Regions from separate parts of the Sus scrofa genome. Here region 2 is linked to region 1. A link is a contact called in public HiChIP or PLAC-seq data. All regions are on one chromosome and are shown on one strand. The core of a region is the stretch at or near the end of the contact, and the rest is flanking DNA. Distances in the headings are between cores, read along the strand shown.

Region 1 (6,020 bases), core at 1,224-3,723:
ACGGCACGCTGTACATAGCAGGTGCTCAACGAGTGTTGTTTTTTGTTTGTTTTTAGGACTGAACCTGCAACATATGGAAGTTCCCAGGCTAGGGGTCTAATCAGAGCTACAGCGGCTAGCCTACACCACAGTCACAGCAACACCAGATCTGAGCCGTGTCTGCGACTTAACACCACAGCTCACGGCAACGCCAGATCCTTAACCCATTGAGTGGGGCCAGGGATTGAACCCGCATCCTCATGGATACTAGCTGGGTTCGTTCCCGCTGAGCCACAACAGGAACTCCTTGATGAGTGTTTGTTGAGAGGAAGATATGAAGATTGGAAGGAAGAAGGTAAAATTCACTCATTCCAAAGCAAGGGGGGGCAACAAGTTGGGCAGGTGGCACAGCCCCATCCCCTCCCCCCGCCTCCCCCTGGTTCTGGTCGGGGGGTGCTAAGAGCCTGGGTACCAGCCAGGCATCGCTGTCCCCAGTGGGGGAGCTGTGTCTGCCATGGACTCCTATGCAGGCCAAGCTCCTGTGACAGGCCATGTGAGGCAAGCCTGCTGGAGCCCACCGTCGGGGAATGTGTGTGCCTGCTCTGCCTGGCCCTTGCCTGCAAGTGCACCAATGACTCACAGGGTGCCCACGGAGCAACATTTTCTAAGAAAAAGAGACCTTCGGTGGACCTCCAAAACCACCCTCCATAACTTGCCCATGGGGAGCATTGCTTGCATTGCCCACTAGCCCTTCGCTTCCTCCCCTCTTGATTTCTAGCAACCAGTGGAGAGGAGCTTGGGGTGGGTACAGCCCAGGGCTTTGCTCAGGCTCTGGAATGCGCAGAACAATGTGCTTCTATCCCTGGGTATGCCTGGCTTGGGCCAACAGTAAAATTAGTTTACATGCCTGGAGTGCACATCGGCTCAGCGGTGGGCGTGCAGGAGTTAGGGCGGAGCTCAGGGTTGAGGGACAGGGTGCGAGGGGAGAGCCAGTCTCAGGAAGAACAGATGTGCGGTTCATCTGCATATAGCAGATGGAGAGGTGCTTCCTCAGACACCGTCAGCCCTCCCTTGGCCTGGAAAGCCCAGAGACCCAGAGACAATTGGAAACCCAGTGGGATTCTTCTAGGAAGACGGATTTTGAAATCCCCGCTGATAGCTTCATGAGATGGATTCCTGATTTCCCCAACTTTCTGACCCTTACACCCTATCTGGGAGTGGGGGTGGCATGGGAGCTAAGAACTTGGGGTGCTGGACCGAACCCAGTTTGGCCCCATGACTTTGGGTAAGGCTTGTAGTCTTGCTGAGCCACTGTCTCATCTGTAAACGTGGGGGATGATTCCTGGCTGGAAAGTGCTCAGGAGAATGGAGATGCCCATCTCACACCGGGAAGCAATGGTACCTAAGGCTAAGGGCTGTGTCCCTGCCACCTACAGGCCCTGGTTGAGCACCCACTCTATACCAGGATATACCATGATGCCAGCAGCAGGGGACCAATGACCACACAGCCAGGATTCCTGACCTCAAGAAACTTACAACTCAGAGCTGGTTAGAATCCCCTGACTCAATGTTTGTCCATCTCCTCTCTCCTTCTGTAAAAGACTGGGGTTAGGAACTCCAGTTTGGGGTAAAGAGGAACAACTTTTGATTTTCCTGAATCCTGTCTCCTGGAGACACCTGGGAGATAAGGAGCTTCCCTTTTATGAATTGAGTTCAAGGAATAGCTCGGTCCGTCTGCCCAAGCCAGTGAATATGGGACCAAGACAGGGGCAGAGATGAGAGAAAAAGGATAGGAGAGGGGTGGATGGGTTCTACAAGCCCTGAAGACGTAGAGTGCATTTTTTTTTTTTTTTTTTTTGTCTTTTTAGGGCCGCACCTGAGGCATATGGAGGCTTCCAGGCTAGGGGTTGAATCGGAGCTGTAGCCGCTTGCCTACACCACAGCTCACAGCAATGCCAGATCCTTAACCTACTGAGCGAGGCCAGGGATCGAACCCATGTCCTCACGGATGCTAGTCGGGTTTGCTAACCACTGAGCCACAATAGGAACTCCCAGGGTGCATTTTGATTCATCGAGGGGGCAGCCAAACCAGAAAGTCTTGAATGCACCTTCTAGGGCTGAAACCTACAGTTAAAATCACTCCCAGAGGAGTTCCCATGGTGGTGCAGTGGAAACGAATCTCACTAGGAACCATGAGGTTGTGGGTTCGATCCCTGGCCATGCTCAGGTTAAGGATCTGGTGTTGCCACGAGCTGTGGTGTAGATTGCAGACGAGGCTTGGATCCCATGTTGCACAGGTCGGCAGCTGTAGCTCCAATTGGACCCCTAGCCTGGGAACCTCCATGTGCCATGGGTATGGCCCTAAAAAGCAGAAAAAAAAAAAATCACTCCCAGAGACCCCTGGCACCATGGAGCTCCTGTCACCACTCAATGAGTTTCGATGTATCAAAAGCCCCAAACATAATGCTTAGTGGTGACCCAGCTTGAAACTCTGAAGAGTCAATCCATTTTCTAGCTCTAGGTCAGCTTTGTAAGAGGCAGTCTTCTAGAAGGTCCTGGTAGAGAGCAATTTATTTTAAAATCTGGTCACATGCCAGGTTCTGATTTTGCGTTGTCTTTTCACAACAGCCCTGCTGTGTTTACAACTTGGTGAGATGAGGGGTTCTTTTTTTTTTTTTTCTTTCAAAAAAAGGTATTGCCTCCTTCTGTTAGATGTGTTGTTGACAACGGTTGCTAGGGAGAGTTGGGTTCAGTTACAGACACACTGATGCCTGCTCTAATAATACTTTGCTCTGCATAGCTCAGATGCAGACACCTCTTGGCTAAACAGGGCACACACATTTCAACAGAGGAGGGCTTGAACTTACACTACCCAAGCATATCTCGGCAAAGGAGCACTCCCTGAGCCCAGAGCGGAGGGCCCAGGGTGGTGACGGGGCAGAGCTGGGTGGAGGGGGCGCAGGCCTCCAATTCTTATCATTCCAAAGGTCCCATAAAAAGAGGCACACTCATTCTTCACCTCGCTGTGAAACCAGAGCCCCCTCCCCCTCATCATGCCACAATTCCCTGGTGAAGATCAAGGCAGTGTTTTGGTGACTTCTGTAACCTGGGGGCTGTGGGCAGCCCACGATCTCCTGGAAGTCAGAATCCATCAATGTGGGATCCTGCAAACATGCGGCTGGCAGTCGGGAGGCATGCGGCAGGCTAGTCAGGGAAACGGATCACATCCTCAGCTTTATGGGGGCCCCCACCTTTCGACCTGAGTTGTGAGCGCGGCCCTTTTCCTACAACACGTGATAGGTGATCCAACAAATGTCTGAGGCCAAGAAAAAGGAAAGCGAACCCAGGGTCAGGGGGCAGTTGCTGAGAGCAGAAATGGAGCTAGCAGGGGAGGAGACGCAGCTCTGGCCCCCTGGTGAGTGTGGTGAACGCAGAGGGTTTCCAGGAGGGATCTCAGAACAGTAAGGTGCCTAAGAAAGGCCCCCTGAGATGGTCCAGCCCAGCTCCCTCCCTGCACAGAGGGGAAACTGAGGCTGGGCTGCCCTCATCTTCTGCTTTGATGTTCTCCCAGCTTGGGCTCTGAATCCTCTGCATTGCTCAGCAGAGTCCAATCCCTGGTCCGAGTTTCCTGCCTGGTTCACAAGGGCGGGGCTAGTGGGTTGGTATGTGACAATGGCGGCACAGTTGGGGTATCTCTGGAGGATCTTCCTAACAATGATGCTCAGCCTACTGCATTGCAGAATCAGCTGGAAAGTCCTTTTTTTTTTTGTCTTTTTAGGGCCACACCTGCGGCATATGGAAGTTCCCAGGCTAGGGGTCGAATTGGAGCTGCAGCTGCTAGTCTATACCACAGCCACAGCAACATGGGATCCAAGCCATGTCTTCAACCTATACCACAGCTCACGGCAATGTTGGATCCTTAACCCACTGAGTGAGGCTAAGGATCGAACATGCATCCTCATGGATGCTGGTCGGGTTCTTAACCCGATGAGCCACAACAGGAACTCCTGGAAAGTTCTTCAATAAAGAACATCCAGGTCCATCCCTGGAGTTTTGAAATCAATTGGGCTGGAGGAGAGCCCCTGGCACCTGTATGTAAAGTGTTTCCCCATGTGATTCTAACACGGGAACAGCTAGGCGGAGGACCACAGCCCTAAAGAAAACTTGGTGGCTGGAACTCAATATTCCCAGGCTTGATCCCCACTTCTGACATCAGATCAATAAAAGACTATGCCTGTTATGAACTTGACCCATCACCTACAAACCATCATCCATCTAATGTCTTATGATTCAAAGTGTGGTCCCTGGACCACCAGCACTGGCATCACCTGGGAGCTTGTTACAAATGCAGCATCTCTGGTTCCACTCAGACCTCCTGAATCAGAACCTCTACCAAAATAAAATCCCATGGGATTCAAACACAGATTCAGGTTTGGGAAGCACTTATCTAGTGAAGACTGCACATGACAGACATTCAAGAAATGTCTGTGTAATAAGTAGAATTTTATTTATAAGAACACCACTAATGAAAAGGGCCGCACCTAAAGCAAAGACTCAGTCGAGACATAAAAACTGAAGAGGATTTTTGAGCTGTGGGATTGGTGACAGGGGTCCACTGGGACCCCAAGACTGACCCTGGCATTGTCAGGACTCACGAGGACAGTGCTTTTGGGTTTCTTGAGATGACAACGCTGAGTCTGGCTGGGAAGGGTTAAAGGTCCTTTGACCTCCCCCTGAGCCCACTTCTCTCTCCATGGGGGCTGCATCCCCACTTGGCAGTGCCCTCGCACTGTGCCACAGAGCATCTACTACATCAGAGCCTGCCCTTCTCCTATGCTGCCAGCTGCCAAGCCTAGGCAGTGAACACAGTCGGCCAAGGAGAGCAGCATCCAAAGACAGCTGCCGGGAGCTGTGTTCAGAGAGCATGTCACACCCTGTCCTCTTTACAGCCAGCATCACTAAGCCAGGTCTCCGAACTTGTACATGGAGGCAAGCAGTGAAACCTGGCCACGTGAGCGGCATCTCAGAGGCTGCCACACTGAATCCAGGGCCAGCTGGGGATCCAGAGGCAGGGGGCCTTGAGAGAACACAGATGAGTGTGAACCTCGGAGGGAGAAAGTGGGCGAAGCACCCTGGGGGTTGGATCCAGGACTATCTGGCAGGATAAGGATGCAAATTAGGTTTGCCAGAAAATGAAAGTAGGTGAAAAGTCACCCCCGTGGGTCAGAGGCAAGTGGGGTTTGATGGGCTTTGCCCACTGCTCTCTTTCCTTGAGACTTTTGGGCCTGGGGTGGTGGGTAGCCACGAATTATGCTGTCTGGAAAGCCTACTCCAACCCGGCCCTCCTCAGCTGCAGAGGAACAGGGCCTGGGGAGGCTCCGGCAGACATGTGGGTTCCTCTGGGTCTCGTAACCAGGGGTCTGCAAGGGGCTTGGGGGCAGCCTCGCACCAGCACATCGAGCCCGTCTTCCATGGGAGCCCAAAGGCCCTAAACAGCGACCCAGGAGGCTTGTGCTTCCAGTTCCAGCCTTACACCCCTTCATGCAGCTCCCTCCTATACTCAAGTGGGGGCTTCAGGGAATGAACAGGAAGCATGTGGGGGTCTAGGGGACATTTCAGTTTCTAAATATCTGACCCTCAAACGCTCCACCCAGGCAAAAAGCAGATTAAAAGGGACAGTTCTCTGTGACACCACGATGCTAGTAATGCTGGGTCTTTTGGGGCTGGTCCTAAAAGCCTGTCACACACAACAAACCTTCCATGAGCCCCGATATGGGATAAGCAGGTTTCTGAGGATCAGGGAGACCCAGGACTGTGTCATGCCAGTAGCAGAACCAGGAAAAATTGAGAAAGGAAGCTCATGTAGGGCCGCTCCTGCCCTCCTGGGGGTCCCCAACTCATCTCCAGCAGCACAAAATCATTAGGCCTGCAGATGAGTGCAGGGAATCCAAGAGCTTTCCCAGTGGGAACTGCAGAGGCCAAGCTCCAGTCAACAATGGCTGAATCAGGCCGAGAAGCCCTGGTTCCTGACTCAATTTAGT
Region 2 (5,825 bases), core at 2,692-5,191, 290 kb before region 1:
GGCGTAAGCTCCAATTCAGCCCATAGCCTGGGAATTCCATATGCCTCGGGTGCGTCCCTGAAAAGATAAAAAAAAAAAAAAAAAAAAGAGAGAGAGAGAAAACGAAAAGCAAAAAACTTACAACCAAAGGGAATGTTACTCCTGTGCATTAGAAAGAGCTTGACACTTGGTCTTCTGAATCTGTCTCCCATTAACATCATCATCATTGAAGACAGACAGCAGTAACCTAAGAGTCATTAGTCATTTGTGAAATGATTGCATACTAGAAGGACTAAGAAGCTCCCAGCAGAATCTGTACCCCCTAGATCGTACTGAAGACTGTTTTTTGCCATCCTTTCACCTTTTTATCTGATTACCCTCACTTTGTTTTCAAAATCAAAACTTTTGGAAGTTTAAATTTCAACCTCTTTTTATTTTGGGGGGGGTATTATAAAATAAATCATATCCTGTCTTCCCCAGATGAGATATTTTATACAGATCTTTTGATTACTTCTTCTGTGATTATAGCAGGTATAAGTTCTAAATTATGAACATCAATGATGGTCCAGATTAAAGGGGAGGAATATCATATACCACTCAATTATTTAACTTTATGGTTTAATGTATAGTGAGGTAGGCTCCCCTTCATTATTTTCTTTTTTTGTCTGAGGTCTCGAGTCACATAACTCTGTCGTACTAGTGTTTTTTCTTATGCCATCCCCACCCCCGCCCTTCAGTGGCATATCCCACCACCCACTTTTCTCTGTCTTTGCTTCTTGCTGTTCATGTTTTCCCTGAGAAAAATTAGACAACCTGCTCTGGTTAGTTCTTTCTGATGCATTCAATTGCTTATCTTCTGTCTTGAGATTTTCAAGCAGTTGAGTGTTTCACCATTGATAGCTCTTTTGCAAATAGAAAGAACACAGTAAGGTGATATTACAGTGTGATGCATAACACCAAATCAGGTTTTTGAATCATTTAATAACGTCATTTAATAAAATGACAGTAATCATTTTACTGTCTTCAAGGAGATAAAAACACAACTAACTTATCAATAGCATTTTTTAATACTTTTTTTCATACTATTTCCCATTATGGTTTAGCACAATAAATTTTTTTTTTTACTTTTTGGAAAGCATCACCTGCATTCCCAAAGAGAACAAGCCTGAGTCTGAAGGAGTTTTGGGGTTGAGGTAATGAATATGTTTCCTATATGAGAACAATTTCTTAAAAAGTAATCTTATACACTAGTCATTTAATATGAATTCCTGTTTACTTGGCCCGTACGACTGTTAAGGCTGTTAAGGATTTTTGTGGTTTTATTTATACATGTTTGTACCTTCTTTTTAGAATTGGGAGCTAAGGGTGTTGCATCTCTTCTAGTGCTCATGTTCTTTGGTTCCGGGCTTTCTTCATGTTAAGGTTCAGGAAAGTAATACAGATTTTTCAGGCTAACCTAGACCTGTCCAGTTGACACTGAGGGGCCCCGTCTTCTAGATGGCTCTCCCTCACATTGGTGGACTCACTTTATATCAGCAAATTAAGAATCATTGGGAGCACTCTGCTTCTGTCCCTTTCCTCTAGATTTGCTAATTCTAATCCCCTTTGTCAGTCCTCATGACTGTGAAACAAACCTCCGTTTGTGCCTTTCATTCATCAGTCTCACACGTTAGAGTAACCACTTGGCCAGGACTGTTGCGTCTGACAGGAAGTCACAGGTCTGGCTCAGACCTCACTCATGGACCATGCTTGCGACACTGGGAAATGCTGCCGTAGGAAGCACTGAGGTTGAACTTTAGGTTGTAAAATGCATGCCATTAGAATTAGGGGATTTTAGGAGGATTTTCTCCAAGTAGATAGAAGAAAACATTGACTTAGCAGCCCCAAGGCTTTTCATGTACCGCTTGGAATAGATTGTTCTTTCCATAAGCAGAGGGAATGAAATTCTCCCATATAATGGATACGTGGGAGTGTTGATTAGCAGAGCCTGGTTTTAACTTCTTGCTCAGGAATAATTAAGGCCTGACTTTTCTGAGGGTGGGGTGCCCCTGGAAGGCTTGCAAAATTGTCACATTTACTTATAATTTAAATCCTAAGAATGTTCAAAGGAGATAACTCAAGAAATTAAAGACAACTTCTTATCTCTGTCTGTCCTAGTTGGAATTCTCTTTCCAGATAACTCTTTGACCTGCTCTGGCCAAGGCTGTGTTCCCACCTGACATAACCACACAAATGCTCTTCCTCTCAGAGGCACATCCATCAGGGCCAGGGCAGTGCCAGCAAAGCCCCTCATCTGCCCTTGTCCCCCACATGTCACCCACCTGTAACTCCCAGCATGGACATTCCAGACACAGCAAAGATCCTTGTTCTGCCAGAATTTGTCTAAACATGATTTAGAATCTTTCTCTAAATCTTTATCTCCCACCTAATTTACATATTAATCTGAAAAAATAATCTGAAAAGTGTAAAGAAATATTATCACAGACACTGTAGTTAGGGTTTAACTGTTAGATTTTGAGGTCATACCACACACACTCACACCCCCCCACTTTTTTTTTTTAAACCCATATTGCAGTCTTTTTTTTTTTTTTTTTTTTTTTTTTGTCTTTTTGCCATTTCTTGGGCTGCTCCCTAGGCATGTGGAGATTCCTAGGCTAGGAGTCGAATCGGAGCTGTAGCCGCCAGCCTATGCCACAGCCACAGCAACGTGGGATCCAAGCCGAGTCTGCAACCTACACCACAGCTCACGGCAACTCGGGATCCTTAACCCACTGAGCCTGGCCAGGGATCGAACCCACAACCTCATGGTTCCTAGTCATATTCGTTAACCACTGAGCCACGACGGGAACTCCAAAACCCATATTGCAGTTTTGACAAGAGTAAGTGAAGGACTCAATAAAAATGGAGCTTGTCTCAGTTTACCTACCAGGCATCGGGTCATGACTAGTGCACGTGGATGGGCTCACTTTGTCTTCCATAGTTAGATGGATATTGAAATATAAAATAGGACCATGACCACCTACATCAACATCATTCATTATCCATGATCTGATTTTCCCATGTGAGACTATACCGGCAGTAAGGCGATGGTAAGGAAAACAGGCAATTTGAGAAGTAAATTAATCTATTAGTCTTGAAGTATTGCCCTCCCCCCCAAGCCCCAGTAAGTCAGTGCATTTGCTTCTGAAAGGGACATAGGCTTAATTTGGCTCATTTTATCCCAAATAAATTTGGGCAGTTATTCCACTAACTCACTTAGTGAGCAGGACTCAGTTTTCCCAACTCTTTTTTCCTCCCATACCTCTTGAGTTTTTCTACAAACAGCAATTTTTACCTCTTTGTTGGTTTAGTCCTTTGTTCACTCACTGAGCAAGTATCTCTTAAGCACCTAACGATATTCTAGCACTGAGGGGACATATCCGTAGGAAAAAAAAACACTGCCCTTATGGAGCTTAGATTCTACTTAGAATTTTTTTTTTTTGTAGGAATGCGTTCTTTTTTGCTTTTTAGGGCCATACCGGTGGCATGTGGGAGTTCCCAAGCTAGGGGTCAAATCAGAGCTATAGCTGCCAGCCTATGCCACAGCTACAGCAATGTGGGATCCGAGTTTCGTCTTTGACCTACAACACAGCTCATGGCAACACCCAATCCCCGACCCACTGAGCAAGGCCAGGGATTGAACCTGAATCCTTATGCATCCTAGCCACATTCATTTCCACTGACCCACAACAGGAACTCCCAGGAATGCCTTTCTTTCTCCAGGCTCTCACTCTCTTGGCCAGATATCTGAGTCCGCACTGCAGGAAGGACCAGCAATTCCAATCATCTGTGGCTCCCCCTCTGGGCTCACTTTCAGCACAGGAAGTTCTGCCAGTAAATTCTCTGCTGTTGCCCTTCATCTCCCACTGTGGGATCAAAACGTTCTCTCCCTCCCAGCCTTCAGTATTGCAATTGGTTTGCCTTTGAAACAGGGCCTGGACTCAGTGCTGCATTCAGTCTTCTTGAGGAGTTGACACACTTGGCAACGTCAGTTGCCATCTCAGAGCCAATGACTTTTAAATTGGAAATATCTATCCCTAGCCTACCTGTTCTCTCAACTCTAGTCTCTCCAAATAAACAGACTTGTTATCCTGACCCTCAAGACCCCCCCTCTCCTTGTCTTTCCAGCAGTGTCTCCAGCCACCAGCCTTGCTGTGCGCTGGTCCCACATGACTGGCCAGGCCCACAGGTGAGACGCTGGCCTCTCTGTTGGCTCACAAGGGCCTCTGGACATGCAACGCCAGCTCCCTCCCTGCCACCCGTCCTGCCCCTGCAGGGCAGAACCCATCTGTCAGGGCCTTTCTCAAACTCCCCCTGCAGCAGGAGAGCCTGTCCTTTCTTCCTCCTCCTCCAGGCCACCCTATCAGCCCCCAGAAAAGAGAGAGAAATTTAAAACTGAAGACCTGCTCCTCCTCAGGAACCCCTTAACCTGGACCTGTGAGAGAAGGGTCTGACGGGGACATTCACGCAGACTTCTGACTCACATGGATCTCAGATTCTGGCTGATGGCGTGATGGTGAGTTTGTGGAGGGCTCATCACAGGTGCGGCTGCAACCTTCTGTTGTATCCTTCTGTTTTGCCCCTAGTCACAGAAGCCATTAGTGTGGCTCGTAATCCTCAGAGATGGCAAAACAAGGTCCTGAGAGGGAGGTGCGGTCGCCCAGCCTGAGCTTTCAGGATAGGGGTGTGTGCTCACCCTGTAGCTCCCTTTTTGGTGATAACTTACTGCCCAGAGAGGTCCGTGAGGTCCCCGCTGCCTGGCCGGCCATCATGCTCTTAGGTATGCAAGGTATCGTGACTGCCCTCCGAGCCTCCTCATGGTGGACTTCTTCCTTCTAGCTTTGTATTTCCTCATTTGTAACTTTTAATAAATAGCCCTCTATAATCTTCTGTATTTTGAATTTAGGTTTTTCACTAATTTTGAAACGAATTTGCATAAAATGGAACTGCTCCACGGTCAGCAGTGCTGTTATTCGTAGGCCAGTGCTTATCTTTTGCTTATCAAGTTAGGTAATAATATGTGATCCATCAGCAGCACATTCCATTATGCATAGAAGAGTAGGCCGTGGCCTCCTTGTTCAGACCATAATTGAGCTGAGTTGATCATATGGATTCTTTTCCTGGAGCTTGCTCTTCAAAGCCGACCAGCAGTCTTCCAAGCCCAGTGTTAGCCAGTCTGCCTGGGAGAACACCTCTCCTGAGCATTGTTCTTCCATCTTGTGTCACGTTCTGCCTCCTGCTAAATCATACCCCCGTTAGAGGAGCAACAGCTATTCCTCTTTCCTCTGCAGCCTCAAGCACAGTGCTTCATAGATAGTTGGCGCTCACCAACGTTTAGTTGAAGGACCCAGTATTAACACAGAGTAAAAGAAGGGAGGAAGAATTCCCATCATGGTTCAGTGGTAACAAACCGGACAGTATCCATGAGGGTACGGGTTTGATCCCTGGCCTCGCTCAGTGGGTTAAGGATCCAGAGTTGCCGTGAACTGTGGTGTAGGTTACAGATGCATCTTGGATCCCGTGTGGCTGTGGCTGTGGCTGGCAGTTGTAGCTCCGATTCGACCCCTAGCCTGGAAACTTCCACATGCCTTGGGTGCAGCCCTAAAAAGACCAAAAAAAAAAAAAAAAAAAAGAAAAGAAAAATAGGGAAGAAATACTAGGGAAACTGGTTCATCATCCAACATCACCCCTGGATAAAATAATCGCCTGTAAAATGCCTACCTTGATATCTTTTTAAGACAGAATCTTGAAACCAGTTTACTCTCCAGCTGTGCAGAACCTGCCCACAGTAGCCCCTTCGTGCATTG

What was found. HiChIP or PLAC-seq counts read pairs in DNA pulled down with a chosen protein or histone mark.
Region 2: an H3K27ac HiChIP or PLAC-seq map of skeletal muscle shows a contact between it and region 1. The contact joins two enhancer-like sites. A contact is called at or near these places in 2 of 2 datasets of contacts at active chromatin or transcription factors (alveolar macrophages and skeletal muscle).

What each region holds. Positions count from the first base shown.
Region 1 is chr1:98,360,439-98,366,458 of Sscrofa11.1, reverse strand. The region is part of intron 9 of CTIF (CBP80/20-dependent translation initiation factor); the gene reads right to left. Among named protein-coding and RNA genes, the nearest start is that of TRNAD-GUC, 140 kb to the right of the region's middle. Within about 2 kb of position 2,473, at least 10 of the 83 cell types and tissues checked have an H3K27ac peak or open chromatin away from gene starts, as enhancers often do. A contact at or near this core is called in skeletal muscle, where this site is marked.
Region 2 is chr1:98,650,952-98,656,776 of Sscrofa11.1, reverse strand. The region is part of intron 16 of DYM (dymeclin); the gene reads left to right. Among named protein-coding and RNA genes, the nearest start is that of SMAD7, 110 kb to the right of the region's middle. Within about 2 kb of position 3,941, at least 7 of the 83 cell types and tissues checked have an H3K27ac peak or open chromatin away from gene starts, as enhancers often do. A contact at or near this core is called in skeletal muscle, where this site is marked.